Regions from separate parts of the Sus scrofa genome. Here region 2 is linked to region 1. The links are chromatin contacts, called in public HiChIP or PLAC-seq maps. All regions are on one chromosome and are shown on one strand. The core of a region is the stretch at or near the end of the contact, and the rest is flanking DNA. Distances in the headings are between cores, read along the strand shown.

The links. HiChIP or PLAC-seq counts read pairs in DNA pulled down with a chosen protein or histone mark.
Region 2: an H3K27ac HiChIP or PLAC-seq map of alveolar macrophages shows a contact between it and region 1. The contact joins the enhancer-like site here to the promoter of PIK3R2 in region 1. A contact is called at or near these places in 2 of 5 promoter capture datasets (fetal liver and liver), 8 of 47 Hi-C or Micro-C datasets (blood, brain, embryonic fibroblasts and 4 more) and 2 of 2 datasets of contacts at active chromatin or transcription factors (alveolar macrophages and skeletal muscle).

The regions. Positions count from the first base shown.
Region 1 is chr2:59,650,596-59,653,528 of Sscrofa11.1, forward strand. PIK3R2 (phosphatidylinositol 3-kinase regulatory subunit beta) reads right to left here and starts at 1,480. Exons shown (of 16, transcript XM_021083506.1): 1 at 1,343-1,480. It overlaps MAST3 (microtubule-associated serine/threonine-protein kinase 3), which reads right to left. Exons shown (of 28, transcript XM_021083495.1): 28 at 2,305-2,933.
Region 2 is chr2:59,762,986-59,765,918 of Sscrofa11.1, forward strand. The region is part of intron 3 of LOC106507304 (a long non-coding RNA gene); the gene reads left to right. Among named protein-coding and RNA genes, the nearest start is that of ARRDC2, 14 kb to the right of the region's middle. Within about 2 kb of position 1,531, at least 34 of the 83 cell types and tissues checked have an H3K27ac peak or open chromatin away from gene starts, as enhancers often do. A contact at or near this core is called in alveolar macrophages, fetal liver, liver and 2 more, where this site is marked.

The DNA of each region.
Region 1 (2,933 bases), core at 230-2,729:
GGGAGGATGCTCATGGCGCTGTGGGAGCTCTAAGAGGTTGGGCCAGCTGGACACAGAAAGAGGCAGCAGGGGCGAAAGAGGGTAGGAGAGGTCCAAGGCAGAGGCCCCGCACAGGCAAAGGCCTAGAGGTGAGTCCAAACAAATGGATCTGCAGGAGAGAAGGGGACAGGAGTCCTGACATGGCTCAGTTTGGGGGCCACAGGAGGTACTCAACACATGAGAGGATGGGTAGGAGGCCCAGAGGACCTTGTCCCCATGGAGCCAGCAAGGGGTACATGGGGGTGGGGCATGGCTGCTGCCAAGGGGGAGGCTGCTGGAAGGGCAATGATCACCTCCCAAGAGCCCTCAGTCTCAGGCAGACACAGCCCAGCACAGACATCCAATCTCAGCCCTGCAGGTTGAGTTCTCCTGAGAGGTTGGGGATGGTGGTGGGGAGGGGTGGTGTTTTCTGGAGGGCGGGTCCTCACAGAGGACAGGAGGGGGTATTAGCCAGAGGGAACAGTACATGCAAAGGCTTGACTGCAAGAAATGCTTGCCAAGAGTTCAGGGTGCCTTAAGGAAGCCTCAGAACACGCAAGGCCTCGAGTGCCAGACAGAGAGTCAGGCTTTATTCTTCGATCACGCGGAGCGGCAAGAGGTATCTGAGCACGGAGCAAAAGCTCTACATTCCAACTTACCTGTTCCCTGGCCCCTGTGCCCCCACTGTACAGGTGGGGAAACTGAGGCCCAGCGAGAGGGACGTCCAAGAAACCTCCTGAATCCGTTTGTCTGCCCGCCTCCGCGCCCTGGCGTGCACACGTTTGCACATGCCCCGGTGAGCACGCCTGGGAACCAGCGCTCCTCGAACCTCGAATCCAAGAGGCGGGGTGGAGGGGACAGTCCTGGCTGGGGGCTTGGAGGCTGGACACAGGGCCTGCGTGCTCATGCGTGTGAAGACGCACTTTTGAGCCTGCGTGGACCCCGCAGACCAGTCCAGGGGCCGGAAGTGGAGTCGACCCTCTACTGTCTTGCACCCTACTATGCCCCACACAATGCCTGGGCGCCCCTCATTACTACTCGACGCCCTACTCCTGGCAGGGCCTCTCTCAATTCAGGGCCGCGGCTCCAACCCTTTATCTCTGCCTAGGGTCTCCCGTACTGCCCCCATCGTCTTGTCTCGGATGATGCACCGCAGCCAGATCGAGCCTGAGGCCTCCCGCTCCCTGCGGCCCCCTGTTCCCGCGGGGCCCGATGCAGCCCGGCTTGCGTTCTGGCTTCAACCGTGGCCCCACGCTCTGCTTGGGCGCCCTGCATTTAAGCGCACCCTTTGCCCGGCCTGCCACGCGGACCAGCCTGGACTTACCTGGTCGCGGCCGCCTCCGCCGCCGCCGCGGCAGCCGTCACGCCGAGCCGAGCCCGATCCGTGGCTACACCGCGGCCGCCGTCGCCGCAGCCGCGGGATCCCCGCCGCCGCCGCCGCCGCCGCCGCCGCCGCCGCCGCCGCCGCCGCGGTTCCGATCGGTCGGGCCCGCCTCCGGCGGAAACAGCCGAGTGTATTCGGGTAAGGCGGGTGAAACGAAGCGGAGGCGGAGGCTGGGGACACCCGAGTGCTTCCGGAAAGAGCCGAACGTACTCCCGCGGGACTGGAGGGTACGGGGGTGTTTGCCCCGGGATAACCGATCACTTCCGGAAATAACCGAGCACAATCGGGTCAGGTGAGCGACCCGAGCTCGGGTTGGCTAGGCTCGGCTGCTCTCAGAGAAGACCGAGCGATTCCGGAAATGGCCCGAGCGCGCTCTAGCTGGACTAGCCGAACAGGGGATGGGCCTGGAGACTTCGGAAAGTTTGTCAAGAACCAAGTGTGTTCGGTCCCAAATGAGGCCCTAGGAACTTAGATCCAAAGGCACCTTCCTGAAACTGTCGAAGCATGGACATCTCCAAAGGGCGGGTGAGGTGGCCCCAAATTCAAGAAACTGGAGGTGGCGGAGATGGGGGAAGGGGCTAGCCACAGAAACCTGAGCTTTTCAGGAAACAAGCTGATGGCCCAGAAGAAGCCGGGGTTGAAATCTGAGGTCTTCACGGTAGCCCAGAGGATCCGGGAACAGCTGAATCAACTCGCCGGTAGGGATAACTAACCCAGTGCCTGCCCAGATGCCCAGGCTGTTTCCGGAAATAGCCAAGACACTCGGAATCGGGAGGCGTGGCCAAGGGTTTCCGACCCTACGGGTTACTTCGGAGGTAACCGAAGGCACTCGGGCTGGTCTGGGTTCCGAAGGGGGTGAGGAGAATTGTAGGGGACAGCCCAAGCAAAGACTAATATAAAAAGGACACAGATGGTTTATTTATTGCCACAGCTTCGGGGCCCCAGACGAAGCCCTGAAGGACAGAGCCTCTGATGGGTACTCTGATGGGTACACGGAGAGGGCAGCTCAATGATGAACTCCCAGCAGCCTTCAAAACCCACTTCAAGTGACTTTGAGCCACGGGTCTGTTTTCATCCCGCCTCCACCCCACTCTTCCCTTACCCTTTTCTTGGCCCCTCACAAATCCAGACATTGGACCTCCTTTTTGTAAATGTGGGCTTTTATTCACTGTCAGCTCCGGGGTGGAAGGCGGGAGCAAGTCATGCACAGCCTTGGTCTAGCTCCAACACTAGGTGGTGCTGCATGGGTGTCTCCAGAAGGAATGCAGACTGGGCTGCAGTGCCTGGAAAGTGCCCTCACCACGTAGGACACAGAGATCTTGCTAACAACCCACAAATGGGAGAAAGGGAGGCTCTGAGGTGCCCAGTGGGTCACTTAGCATCACAGGGGAGAGAGCTGGAATCTGCTCTGACATTAGATCCAAGCTCCAGAGAGACAGAGCCTGGCTGCATGACTCTCACCAGGCAATCATGGGACAAATCTCTGCCTCTCCCCAGACCTTAGTTATTTGTCTGTAAAATGAGGATGAGA
Region 2 (2,933 bases), core at 281-2,780, 110 kb after region 1:
GCTTGGCAGGTCCTTGGGGTGATAAGGCAGCAGGAGGCAACTCCTGGGAATGAGGCATTGCAGGGGGACCTGGGCTAGCTCCAGGAAGTTGGCATGTGAGAAACATGGTCCCCTGTACCTGTTTGGGTGATGCTAGGCTCCTGAGAGGCCTCAGCCCTGGCCAGTCTAGAGCAGACAGACATGGCCAGACAAAAAGTGCCCTCAGCCCCTGAGATCAGAACTGGTCAGAGAAAAGGGGTACTGATGATGGGGTTTTGAAGGATGAGCAGAAGTTTGTGAGCAAGAAAAAGGCACCCTAGGAACGTAACCCACAGGAGGCCCCAGTTTGGCTCCACTTAGCCCTTGTGGCTTGGTGACCCTAGAGTGTCCTCGACCCTTAAGTGTTTCTCTCATTTAATAGGAGCAAGGATAAAGCCTCTGTGGGAGTTCCCGTCATGGCTCAGTGAAAACAAATCTGAGTAGTATCTGTGAGGAGGCTGGTTAGATCCCTGCCCTCACTCAGTAGGTTAAGGATCTGGTGTGGCCGTGAGCTGTGGTGTAGGTCATAGATGTGGCTCAGATCCTATGTTGCTATGGCTGTGGTGTAGGCCAGAGGCTACAGCTGTGATTCAACCCCTAGCCTAGGAATTTCCATATGCTGTGAGTGCAGCCCTAAAAAGACAAAAAAAAAAAAAAAAAAAAAAAAAAAAAAAAAAAAAAGGAATAATGTCTTTGGGAATCTGGCCAGCCCAGGTTTGAATCCAGGCCTTTCTACTCTCTGGGTGACTCTGGGTGAATGAGGCCACACCAAAACTGGCCTCAGTTTACAGGAGAATAAACTGAGGCTTATAGAGGAAGTTCCACTCATCCTTGGATGCACAGGGAAGTGGCCAAAGCTGGGACCTGTGGTCAGGACTCAAGAGAAGACAGAGAGGTAGTCAAGAAGCAGGAGAGGGGTGACTTGCTCAAGGCCAGTATCCTGGGGCCTGAGAGATGGTGAGGAGGGGAAGGAAGAGCAGTCAAGGGCAGTGGGTATAGCAGGTGCAAAGGCCCTGAGGTAGAAACATATGTGGCTGTCTCCAGGAACAGCAAGGAGGCAGGTTGGCCAGGGACTGATGTGTGAGGAGCAGATGGATGGAAAGGAGGGCAGGGCAGTCACAGGGACTGTGCAGGGCCTTTCGGACCAGGAGGAGCCATGCTGTATTTGGAGCAGGGAAGAGATGGAATCCAGAGGGACCACCAGCAGCTGAATCAAGGTTTACTTGGGGATTCAGAGGGCTGGGGGCTGCCATACAGCCTCCTACCTGCCAGCACATATTAGGCCATACCAGTCCATATCGGCAAAAGCCTGGACAGGTCAGAACACTCCAGGACAAGCCAGCTCTTGCCAGCATACACCGGTACCCACTGCCAACAGACACTGGTGCCTAACACCTAGACCCAGACATGCAAATGCGCCCACATGTGCTTCCTGTATTGACAGAGATGTGTTCCACATTCAAGTACATCTGCACATGTGCACAGCCCTCCGGGCCACTCCATAGACAAGGCGGACACGCCAACACGTAGGCAGAGGCTAGTGGCTCCACCTACTTCTAAGCCGCCTGCAAACACACATGTATGCACGCACACCGCCCCCCCCACCCCCGCAAGCCTGCGTCATGAGGAGGCTCAGGAAGTGCTTCTGGGGACTCCCTTGAGAGCTGGCTTCCTGTTTTCAAAGAGGCTGGGAACTGCTGATGGAAAGTTCTGGACAGGCCCAACCCCTCCCCCCCTGCCTCAGCATCCCCCTATCTAGCTCCACAGACTCTGTACCCCCTCTGTGCCCCAGTACTCCCCTTGTCCTACAGTGAGGTCTGGCTCCAAATGAGGAAAGTGAGGTTCAGAGAGGTGCAGCCACTAGCCCATGGTCACACAGTAGGAAAGAGGTGGTACTCGGTATCCACAGCCCGAGATCTAACCTGCCTCCTTCTGGAGCACTGTTCACAGAGTCCAGGATTCACAGATGAGGAATCACCCCCCTTCTGCCTGGACCATGGCCCAGATCCTCCTGGCTCCTGGGGCCACCCTCAAAGCAATTGCAGGTTCTCCTGCCCCATAATCCAATCTCCCCATTCACCACTCCCTCACCCATCCCATCCCTCTATGTCCCCAAAAGGAGGGTCACCCAGTCACAGATATTAATGTAGCTTCAGCATCTAACAAAGCAGACCTGGTTTTCATCCACTGGGAGCTGAGGTGGAGAACATCCACAAATAAAAAAACATATCTACAGCTGTCCTCTCTATGCTCTGGCTCCCACAGAGCCACAAGGATGGCTGAGGACATGCTTGGCTCTCTCTTGTCTGCTGGGGTTGCATAGGCTGTTCCCTTTGCTTGGAGTGCCCTTCTCCAGCTCCCTGGTGAACTCCTCTCCGTCCATCAAAGCCCCAACTCCAATGCCCTCTCCTCCCAGAAACACTTTCAGGACCCTCCAGCCCGCATCCTTCCCTCTGGCCCCACACTGACTTCACAGGGTGGGGATATTTGTGGACTCCACCACAAGGACCCTGGGACTCTGTTCTGCTGTCCTTTTGTGGTGGCAAAAATGATCCCTATCGGATTCCCACTGTGGTGCAACAGGATGGGTGGTGTCTCTGCAGCGCCAGGACACATGTTTGATCCCTGGCTCAGCACAGTGGGTTAAGGGATGAGATCTCAGCTGCATTTTCAATCTATGCCACAGCTGCAGCTTGGATCTGATCCCTGGCCTGGGGAACTCCAGATGCAATGGGGTGGCCAAAAAAAGAAGAAAAAAAGAGGGACCCAATCATCACCTCCAGGGAGTCCCCAAACTCCCACAGTGATTGGTTGAGCTGGAGTCACCTGTCCATCCCTGAACCAATCCTTGACTCTGTGGTGATGAAAGGCTCTAATTGGCCAGCCTTGGTCACATGTCCACATGTGCAAGCAGG